2 separate regions of the Rattus norvegicus genome follow, and region 2 is linked to region 1. A link is a contact called in public Hi-C data. All regions are on one chromosome and are shown on one strand. Each heading gives the region's core, a stretch centred on a gene start, on an enhancer-like site or on the middle of the called end of the contact. The rest is flanking DNA. Distances are from core to core; before and after follow the strand shown.

Region 1 (5,460 bases), core at 1,455-3,954:
CTGGGCTGGCAAATTCAACTGGGGGCAGGGCAGGGCATACCAGGTAGGAATTGAGGGATGCTGGGAGAACCTGGAGGGCAGGTCTGTTTTGATATATAAAACATATACCTCAGTCCCTCGTCCAGGGTCAGAAAGCAAAGAGTGTTCACGCTTGCACATCAAGTGCTCTTGGCTACTAAGTCATCTGTCCAGCCCCCAAAGCCCACATATTTACTACACACATGTCCTAAACTTACATACAACCCAATACTCTTACCATGACATCTTTAGTCAAGAAAAATGAAAACTACACTCATATAAAACCCTGTCTAAATATTAACGATGGTTTAGCTAACTTTAAAGAGGTAAAATGAAGCATACCCTAAATGTTTTCAGCTGGTCAGTGCATAAAACTCCGCTGTATCCCTTTTGGTGGACGCCCCCTCAGCAGGAGACCCTGGATCCCACAATGTGGAGTCCCTATGTCTGGCATTCAGGAATGCAGTGCACAGGGAAGGAACACATCAGTGTTTGCCAGCCATTAGCAAGGGTAAGACTGACTCTAAGTTGACAAGAAATTCTTGGGTAATTGCAATTTCTTTATCTTCCTCCCAATGCTGACCTAACAACTTTGTAAGCTAAAACTTCAGCTGTACACTGCAAATTATACAAAGGGCCTCAACTGTGGGACATTAGATTGAAGCAAAACTTAAGATAATAAAAACCTTCAACAGGAGGTAAAAGAAGTTACTAAAACTTTTGTGGTAAACTGTTTGGATATATTTGGATTATATTACGCTAAAAGGCTTTACTAAATTATTCTGTATTTAAAGATCACATCATCAGGACCATAAGGAAAAAGTCCCAATCACTCCAATGGACTATAACATTTTCAGCTTTAATTTCTTAACGTCCTAAAATAATGCTAATCTCTCTTGCTTTAGGTCTCCTGAGAATTCAAGAGAATGAAAGCATTTTCTGTCTCATGCTAAAGGTTCTGGAATCAAGAGATCTTTAAGTGTTTTCTAAGTTGCTAGTGCAGGGTTAAAACTGTATTCACGGGAGCTATCAGTGTTAAGATTCACATGGAAATCTTTAAAATGGCTCCATTATTTTCCGGCCAGGAGCCATCTGCTCCAGCAAAGGTGACTCTAAGAATCACACATCAGCAGAGCGTGTTAAATGCAGATCCCTAGGCTCCATCCATTTTACATAACCAGAATCTTGGGAATGACCCCATGAGTCTGCTAAATTCTTCAATGAATTCTTATGCCCACAAACATTTGAGAACTCTTGATATCCATCATAAAAAAGATCTCCATTCCTAAGTGGGGGTTTCCCTGGCCCTGGTGGAGGTTACAATGACCAATTCTGAGAACAGAATGAAATCTGAACGCTGCTGAAAGCAAGCACCATCTTCCAAAGTGAAGTTCCTTCCCTCAGAACACCAAGTTCTGTCAGGTAATATTCCTGAGTGGACAGGAAAGGGACTCAGTTCTCATGGGTCAGCTACGTCAGTGGCAGACAACGTTCTTCAGTCTTCATTTTGTGTCTCCCAAGGGGGTGTGAGTGTGCCTTTTCTTTCAAAATACGTAAGATAGGCTTTACACACGTCTGAATAAAGGAGAGGAGGTGACCCAAGCTACCAGAGGTCTGCTTTTTTAACAAAAACCCAAACCACTCAGTACAACACTTAGTTTTCAACCTAAACAGGGGAACAGTTGATGTAGCACTTTAATGGGGCAGCCATTTCAATTGCATAAAACCCATAAAGTGATTTTAAATCTTTAAAACTAGCTATGAACCGCTAAGCACTCCAGAGTCCTTTTCCTTATACCTCACATCACTTTGTGGTAAGAAATAACTTGAAATTCATCTAAATATTTCCTTTTTTTCCTTGAAAAAATTTGCTAAATTTATAGTATGTGTGTCAATCCTGTTTCCCTCCTTTTCATATTCTCTCCCTCCTTTACTCCCAACGTGTGTGTGTGTGTGTGTGTGTGTGTGTGTGTGTGTGTGTGTGTGTGTGTGTGAGAGAGAGAGAGAGAGAGAGAGAGAGAGAGAACTGCCAGAAAACAAGCACTTAAGCTATTTTGGCTATGTATATATTACAACTAATCGGTTGAATAGGAAAAGTGGTAAATTAAACACAAATTGTTCTTATAAACCCTATTTACTGACAAAGGAATCAGTAACACACATCTTTAAAAATAGAATAGTTTATTTACAATGTGAAACAGAAAAGGAAAAGTAAGTGCTGACTATTTAGGAGCTGAACCAGGAGACTGGGGAGTTTTCAGTCTACCACAGTAAACTCTAGAAAACAGTTTGAAAATGAAGCTGCAGAAAGATGACCAGGAGAAGTAGGACTGGAATGGGAGACTAGCTCAGCTCTGACATCTTCATTACATCATCTTTAAAAGTCTGCAAAAGTCTTTTGAGTTGCACTCTTCTGAATGGGTCCCAAGTTGCTTATTTCCCTGAGCATGAAAAGCCAGTGGCACTGGGACCGAGGACATCTGAATTACACTGTGTTCATGGCTACAAATTCAGTTAAAAATCTCAGGCCTTTTCCTTATCATTCTTTAATAGTTACAGGAACAAACTTCCCTCTGCTGCTTTTGTAGTTCTGCCTCGATTTCCTGGCTATTTTAGTCTAACATGGCCATAATTAGCCCATGCGGTATTAGCACACAGGATGACTGGGCACCTCGGTAAACAGTGACTGTCAGGGCCTCAGCCTTTGGTATGCAAATGAGGGAAACTTAATACTGGCAGATCTTCACAGTACTTCCTGCAGAGGCAATAGGCAAGCTATGCTGTTTACAATAAGGAGAGTCTAAAGCTGAACTACGGGGTCAGCACCTACTAGATTTTAAAATGCTTTTAAAGGAAACTCTTACACCCTGCTTCCATTCCAAATACCTCATATAGTGGTTACAATTAACTTCCTGGTGTTTCCACTTTACATACCCTAAACCTAACAGACAGGTAAAATACTACCTCCCTTTATTGCAGTAGTAGCCTGGCCTGGAATAATTATTTATTATTGTCATTATTACTACCAGTATTATTTTGAGCTGGGACTCTATACAGCCCTGGCTGTTCAGGAACTTACTCTGTAGACCAGGCTAGCCTCCGTCAGAGCACCTCACTGGTGAGATGCTGGAAATGAGAGGCACAGGCAGAGGCCGAGGAGACAGTCTCACATGCTTTACGGCAAGGGACTCGAGGGGCTCGGCCTTGTAATACTTATATAGTGGTAATGGATGTTTATTTTGATGAAAGAATAAAAATTTAAAAAGTTGATCCAGTACTCAAATCAGAAATGAGTCCATTTTCTGTTCATTATGTATATATCTGAGGTCAACCAAGTCCCCTCCCACTCCCCCCCCCCCCCCCCCGAGACAAAAATTTCCCTGTGTAGCCTTTGCTGTCTGGGGACTTGATCTGTAGACAAGGCTGGACTCAATCTTGGAGATCTACCTGCCTCTGCCTCTGCCTCCTGGGCGCCAGGATTAAAGGTGTGCACCGCCACCACCTTACCGTACACGCCTACAGTGGTGGTTGCTGCTGCTTTTTCCTCCTATTTTTCTTCTTCTACTCAGCTGATTAGTGATCCTTTTAAAATTTTTTCTTTATTCATTTTTATTGTATGAATGTTTTGCCTGGATGCATGTCTGTTCGACATGTGTAAGCCTGGTTCCTGTGGAAGTCAGAAGAGGGTACCAGAGCCCTGGAACAGGAGTTACAGGTGGCAACCAAGGTCCTCTGTAAAAGCAGCCAGTGCTCTTAACCTCTGAGCCATCTTTCCAACTGCCCAAATATTATTCATTTCCATGGCTCCCCAAAGTTATGGAATGGCAGGAATAGAAACATGGTGCCTCAGTCATTCCTGCACTGGGAAGCCGAGGCGGCAGAAATGAGGCCGAGGTGTCTAAAGAGCACCATGTCTTCTCAAACAGCAAAACAGAACAAATTAATTTGGAGAAGCTGTAAGACCTGCCCTGTCTGTAAGGGTGGGATGTAGGAAGGTAGGTGGGTGCGCTCCCCTCACCTTCCCTTCTTTCCCAGGTCACTCTTCACAAGGTTTTCTGCAAACATCACACATGTCACTGCCCAGTCATGACTCAGAACCTCTTTTCTTGATTTTCTTGTTTTATTCTACTGCAGTTTTGTCCTATATGCCCAGGTCTCCCCCTTTACTAATAACTACCACTTATGTTTGGGAAAAGCCCGTACACCCATATATCCAGAGAGTAAATTCTGTAGGTTTTCTGCACCAGATAAATAAGCCAATTCAAGTTGAATTCAAAGTAAAAAAGGCAGGTTTATTTGAGACTGGGCCACCAGGCAAGTTCACCAGCTTCAGGGGACACGAAAGGAAGAAGTTGAGAGTAGACTATGCCAGGGGAGTTCTTTATAAATTGTGGGCAAAGGGAAACGATGTGTGTGTGTGTGTGTGTGTGTGTGTGTGTGTGTGTGTGTGTGTGTGTGTGTGTGTGTCGGGGTGGTTGATGACTTTGGATGACGGGGAATGGGACAGCTGTTAGGAATGCAGGACTGGGCTTTTTGGCAACTTTTCTGTTGGTGGTGGGGCGTTCTGAGTGAGTGGGGTTGAAGAGGGAGGAGGAATGGAATTTGCTGTGGGGTAGGAGGACAAGCCTGGGACTCCAACCGAACAAGTTCCTTGCTAGCAAATACTCTTCCTATCTTTTTTTTTTTTTATCATAGTGACTTGTATATTAAAGGTGCTATCTAAAATAATTGAGCCACAATTCTTGTCCAGCAATGGCCAAATGAGCCTCATTTCCACGGTCGAAAGTCTCTTATTCTCCCATTGCGCATGTGCTATACCCCACTATAAAAGTGCCTCCTCTTTGCTCCCTCTCTCCCTTCCCACCCTCTCCCTCAGAGCCAGCCTTGGCATATGCCCCTCTCCCGATAGACCCCTTGAGTGATATCTGTTGCATGGTGTGACTTCATGGTGTCTACTGCTTAATTAAGAACAATATTCAGTGTTCCTAATAAAACAATTATAGTAAATTGTCTTTTAAATCTAGTTCAGTCTCTTGGTTCTTATAGTTTAAAAAAATGTTCACAAAGACATGGTTTTTTAGTAGGTGTATTTTCATCCTATAACATGTTTATTTTAGTTTATTTAAGATATAGGAATTGTTCAAGATATGATAAATAGTCATGTTAAAGCTTAACAGTCTGACAGTAAAATAGAGCCAGGAATGAGTGACTACGAGAAAAAGCCTGGAACCTAATTCTGAGTGTGTTCTTTGCTTGCCATAGGGTCAGATGCCCAGATGTTTTTACTGCCACCTCTTCAGGTTCACCCTTTAAGGGGTGGTATAGGTAATTATGTAATAGAGGCTTTCTTCCTTTAAGACAGGGACTCTCATAGCCCAAGCTGGCCTCAAACTCACAGTATAGCCAAGAACAACAACATTTAACTCCTGATTTACAACAACC
Region 2 (5,226 bases), core at 2,088-4,587, 55 kb after region 1:
TGAACTTCTGGGGAGATGAAGAAATAGGGCACCAACAACAGGACAAAGACACAATTCTCCCTGGGTCCAGTTCAGTGAACCAATGAGTGTAACTTTAATTACAACCTCTTACCATAAAATGGGCTTAACAAGGACAAATGCTGTGTGGCTATCCCACTGAAGAAAATGACTATGTCAGCATCCATCAATCAACCGTAGATAGCTTACACATACACTTGAGGGAAGATGATGCCTCTTAAGTCCCTCCCAACTCTGTGGCAGATTATTAATAGACCCAATCCTGTGCCTCACAGGTAATCACAGGTGCCAAGGGTTCAACAGGTCACTAACCATGTCATGCCCAGACGACAATGTTCCACATCATCATTACACACCATCTCCTCTCCAGAAAAGGAAGCAAACTCATCAAGACAGAATCAACAGTGCAGTCAGCTTAATGAGAAGAGATTTAAATCTATTTTGATCTCTTCCCCTTCTAAACCTGTAAACCAGTGACCATAAAGACAGGCCTCTTTTCAATAAGGTCAGAAAGTGGGAGGTTACAGAGTTTGGTATGAATACTTTACTGTTAGGTAATCCTCCTATCAAGCGAAAGCTCCTTCTGACTCTGTTGGCCATTTGGAAGACTAGAGCAAGCTTTTTATCTCTTAAAAAGTATATTCAAATATGAAAAAAGAAACACTTTATTTGCAAAAGCATCTATCGTAGCCAGGCATGGTGAGAAGACTGAGGCAGGAGAATCACTGCAAAGTGAATGTCGAGCCTAGTCTACATAATAAGAACCATTCTCAAAAGATTAAAAACAGGTAGAGGTGGAGTGGGAATAGGGGAAGGTTCCCTAACACTCCTTTATCTGTCCAGTCTTGAATTTAAAAACTGCCTTTAGACTAGAGAGCTGAGACAACCTGGGGCCCCAGTTTCCTTGCTCCTGGGAAAGGTCTCATTAGTGTATCTCACAATTAGATTTAAGTATGGTCTAGTCTTACTTCCAAGGCTCTCCACAGATTTTAAGATGGCTACAGGGGCAGTGAAAGGAAATTATACTTTACACTGCTGTTCGGGTCAAACTGTGGATTAATCCATTTTTCTTTACCAACTTTGATTCCATAATGTTTTCTAAAATACAGGAAAAGAAGGTGTATGGACCCAGTGTCTGCTAACTCCATGCTCTGAGGGCCTAACTTAAAACATCTTTCTTTACTCTTCTTTACTGAACTGCCTTTCCTTTTAGCAACTGCTATTGAAATCTGTAATTACAGATCGATTTGTTTAATTACTGCCCACATTACTCAGAGAACTACAAGCTCCATAAAGGTAGAATCCATATTTTTTAACACTGTCTACCCAGGGTATAGAACCCTGCACATGAAAGGTAGTTATTAAACATCTGAGAAACAAAGAAAGAAAAATCGAGTACAAGTTACTATAAATAGATAGCATTTTAATGTTCTAATCAGCTGCTGACCACCTGTTATGTCTGTCCCAGAGTACTTACTCTTTTGTTAGCTTCAGAATAATCCTATCAGATTTCTCATTTGAAGCTAAAGTTCACAGAAATTACTAAATTACTTCAAGAAACAAACAGGAAATTTGAGCTCCTGTTTATGTAAATATTAACTTTATCTGATGTAAAGCTGGCCTCCATGATAACTAAAGCGGTTTATCTGTTCCCCACTCAGTTATGGGGAAGGAGATAGCTATCCACAGAAAATCACTAGTCATACATTATCTCATGTGACCTAAACAATCTGAGTTTTCTTCCAGTTTACACAAGTCCCGCGAAATTTAATAACTGTATAAACAGCAAGCAACTATTTTTACTCAAGTCAAACAGTTTGCTCTTACAATCTCAACACCAAAGTGAAATAACATTTTGTTGATGAGGGCAGTGACGATAAGATCGTACCATCTACAAACTTATGGGCTTGGGAGTTTTCGAAAAACAGTAGCTGCACAAACTTTGAGAAAAATTGCAAGAGACACTGGGGCGAGAGCTTTCATGTTCTTGTTGCATGGACGTGATCTAGATGGGGGCATCCAAGGGCTCAATCGCACCATCGGTACCTTAGGTTGGATGAATTCAGGCTGCCCTGTCCAGTCTTGGCACCACTAGTGAGATGTACTGACCATGAGATGTATTCACGGAATGGAGCCAAGCCAAAGAAAGGGCGTGGGAAGAATATTTTAGGCACGATTGCACTGCAGCCAAGACTAACTGGGCTGCAGTCCACGCTCGCCAACTCTTCTCCGTTTCTCTCTCTCTCCCCCTTCCAACCACTTTTTCCTGGGATGGTAGTCAGTACAACAGGCAGGGGCCTACCTTGGTCTGAACACTCTTATCAAACTTGTCATTTTTGAAGGTGAACGTATTCTGGTGCTTCTGAGGCCGGGACCGAGTCACGTTGCCTTTCTGGGAACTCATCACCAAAACACAAGCACCATAAGTTGGTGCAGCCCTTAAGTTACAGGAAAGGGAAAAGAAGTTCCCGCCCCAGGTTGAGACTATCGCCAGTGACCCGGAAGAAGTTCTTCTACTCCTTCCGTCCCAGCCCCAGGTTGGCCCACGTGACTCATTAGAGAGGTCACGCTCCGCTCTTCCCTACCGCGCATCCTCGACAGTCCCCTTCGCGGAAAACCTTCCTCAGACCCAAGGTGCAGGTCCAGCTTTCTTCGAATCTAGAACTCCCCCATTGGCTCGAACGCGGCTGTCTATCGCGGCGGAGGGGCGGAGATCCGTCGTTTCGATTGGCTCTTCTTTTCCGCAATCCCCGCCTCCTGCCGAACGCTCCCAACCTGTCTCCGGCTCCGTAGCGTAGCGACTCCGCTGCGCAGTTTGTGATTGGTGGAAGGTGGGCGAGGCCGGTGCACTGCCCGCCTGCAGTCCGGAGCCCGGGTCAGCTTCGGCGCCCTCCTCCAGTCAGTGACCAGCTCGAGCCGCGCTGTGCGCCGCTCGCCCCCCGCGGCCCTCCCAGCTCTCGCCTGCCGCGGCCGCGCGCTCCGCCGCCTGGCGGGCTTAGGAGGTGCCAAGGAAGGCGGGCTGCGGAGAAGGCAGCGCCGGCCCAGCGGTGCGGACGGCAACCACGGCCGCACGGGACCTCGGGCCGGAGAGCCCCGGCGGCGGCCGCCCCTCGCGCCGGGGCCGTTAGTCAGCAGAACGCGAACGCGCGTGAAGGGGCCACACGAAGCGCGCCCGGGCACCGCAGCTCTCATTCGCGTTCTCGCCTGGCCGGGCCGCGCGCGGAGTCGGCGGGCGGCGCCCCGCGGAGGACAGCGCGTTGGCGGCCGCGGCCGCCCAGCTGCAGGTGCGTGTGGCCCGGCTGCTGGGCCGTCGGGGGGTCGCCGCTCTGCGCTCGGGACCAGGCCCAGTGGCTCCGGAGCGGAGCAACCGAACAGAGACCCGCGCGTCCGGGAGGGAGGACCGCAAGATGGGGTCGGGCGCCGCTCCCCTCCCTGGACCTGGGCCACTTCGGGCCCTCGCTCTCGGCTCGGTGTCCTGGTCCCGGCAGCCTCGATTTTAGATGGAGTCCGCTCGGAGCTTGAGCAGGGTATCCCGCTCCGCCTGTCGCGGGAGCTGCTTTCGATGGCTTGAACTTAGATCATCTCTGAGAACTCAAGGAGGTTGGATTTGAATTGAAAGTTGGGGAGTTCTGTTTGAAATTGTATTTAATACTAAACCAGGAAAGTTGTGTCAAATTAGATTATAGTGTGTGGAGGACGCTGGGAGAGTAACCTCTCCCCGCTTCTTGGTTTTTTTTTGTTTTGTTTTTTTTTTTTTTTTAAAGGAAAGAAAACGTTCAGAGCCTCAATCTTGGTGAGATTTTCTGTCGAAAGCAGAATATTTAGTTCCTTCAGTGGTGCTCTGATTTAAGGCAATATGAAGCAGATTTGGTAAGAAAGGATTAGAATAACGGGGCTCCGCGGAAAGGGTGACCTTTAAATTTTTTCTGAGTTTATGAACGATATTCCTTGTGCGGTCTGTAGTGCTTGATACCGAAGATAATTCATTTACATTTTTCAAGCCTTCAGTGTATAAAGACAATTTTGGACATCTTGGGCCAGTATTTGAAACCAGTAAGTCTTGAGTAGAACATCAGGTGCGGTTTGTGATTGACATTCATTTGTTTACATTAACAGGGATTTTCAACACTTAGAGAATTTGTGTGCATATGCTTGGCGCATGGATTCATTTGGGTAATATATCTACTGGTAGCCAATGCGGTATTTTGAATATCACCATTATTATCGGTGCCCATGCTTGTTACTAAATTTCATTTTGGGAGAAGTGGTAGTAGCATGAAAGGTGACGGTGTTGGAAGTTGAAAATGGATACAGTATCTGCTGTGCCTTCCTTACTGTTTCTGATCTAGGAGGAACTTAAGTAGCACCTTCGCCCGCCCGTATTTTGACCTCTCTTTTCTCCTACTCTAGTATTAATAAGGTTAATTGGCAAAGATGGGATTAGATTTTCAGCAGGCTAGGAAGCTTTAAATTTGTCCCTTGGTGTACAATACTCCGTTTGATTCGTGGCTTGTTTACTTGAGTACCATCGCTCGTTTTGCCTTGTGAATGAAACAACTGAAAAAGCAGGGTCCCCTCCCCCGACAGATGGACTTATTGAAAAGTACTAGAACAAGATAATGTTTTAGTAGCTTAAACTCCGTAGAATGAGGCAGTTGGTGCCTGGTACACATTCTATCACTGAATTGAACTACAACTCCAAGCATGAAGTTCTAGGCTTAATCAGTGTCCACATTAGTAATATAAAAATGTGCCACCTGCTTAGCACACACTGCTCTTTAGAGACCTCTGTTCCCTTCCTAGGATCCACACGGTGGCTTATAACCATTGCTAACTCTGTTCCAGGGGATCTGTCACCCTCATCTGATCTCCATGGACACCAGGCCTGGTACATATAACATGCAGGCAGACAAAACATTCATACACATAAAAAGAAATCTAAATCTCTTTCATTTAAAATTGTACCACCTGCTCAGTGTTTAGAGGTATTAATTGATAAGCTTGTGTGTGTGTGTGTTAAGATTGGTATTATAGCAGTGTTAACAAGGAAATTTAGGGTTTATTGACTTTGTTGGTTTATGTCACTAACACTCTTAAAAGTGGTTTTTCTTGTAATTCTCAAAATGATGTCTCCCTTTCCTTCCCCGTTAGGAATCTCTCTCTACTTTGCCTTGTCTACCCCAGCCTTGTGAGTGGGAAAAAATGACT

What was found. A called contact is a pair of places that touch in the nucleus more often than the background predicts.
Region 2: a contact with region 1 is called in a Hi-C map of mammary epithelial cells, with 2.3 times the contacts expected there. The contact joins the promoter of Abhd17b here to the enhancer-like site in region 1. A contact is called at or near these places in 2 of 12 Hi-C or Micro-C datasets (Schwann cells and mammary epithelial cells).

What each region holds. Positions count from the first base shown.
Region 1 is chr1:228,567,232-228,572,691 of GRCr8, forward strand. The region is part of intron 2 of C1h9orf85 (similar to human chromosome 9 open reading frame 85); the gene reads right to left. Among named protein-coding and RNA genes, the nearest start is that of C1h9orf85, 54 kb to the right of the region's middle. Within about 2 kb of position 2,705, at least 15 of the 93 cell types and tissues checked have an H3K27ac peak or open chromatin away from gene starts, as enhancers often do.
Region 2 is chr1:228,621,658-228,626,883 of GRCr8, forward strand. Abhd17b (abhydrolase domain containing 17B, depalmitoylase) reads left to right here and starts at 3,338. Exons shown (of 4, transcript NM_001014028.1): 1 at 3,338-3,618. C1h9orf85 (similar to human chromosome 9 open reading frame 85) reads right to left here and starts at 2,461. Exons shown (of 4, transcript NM_001007737.1): 1 at 2,321-2,461. The coding sequence starts at 2,422.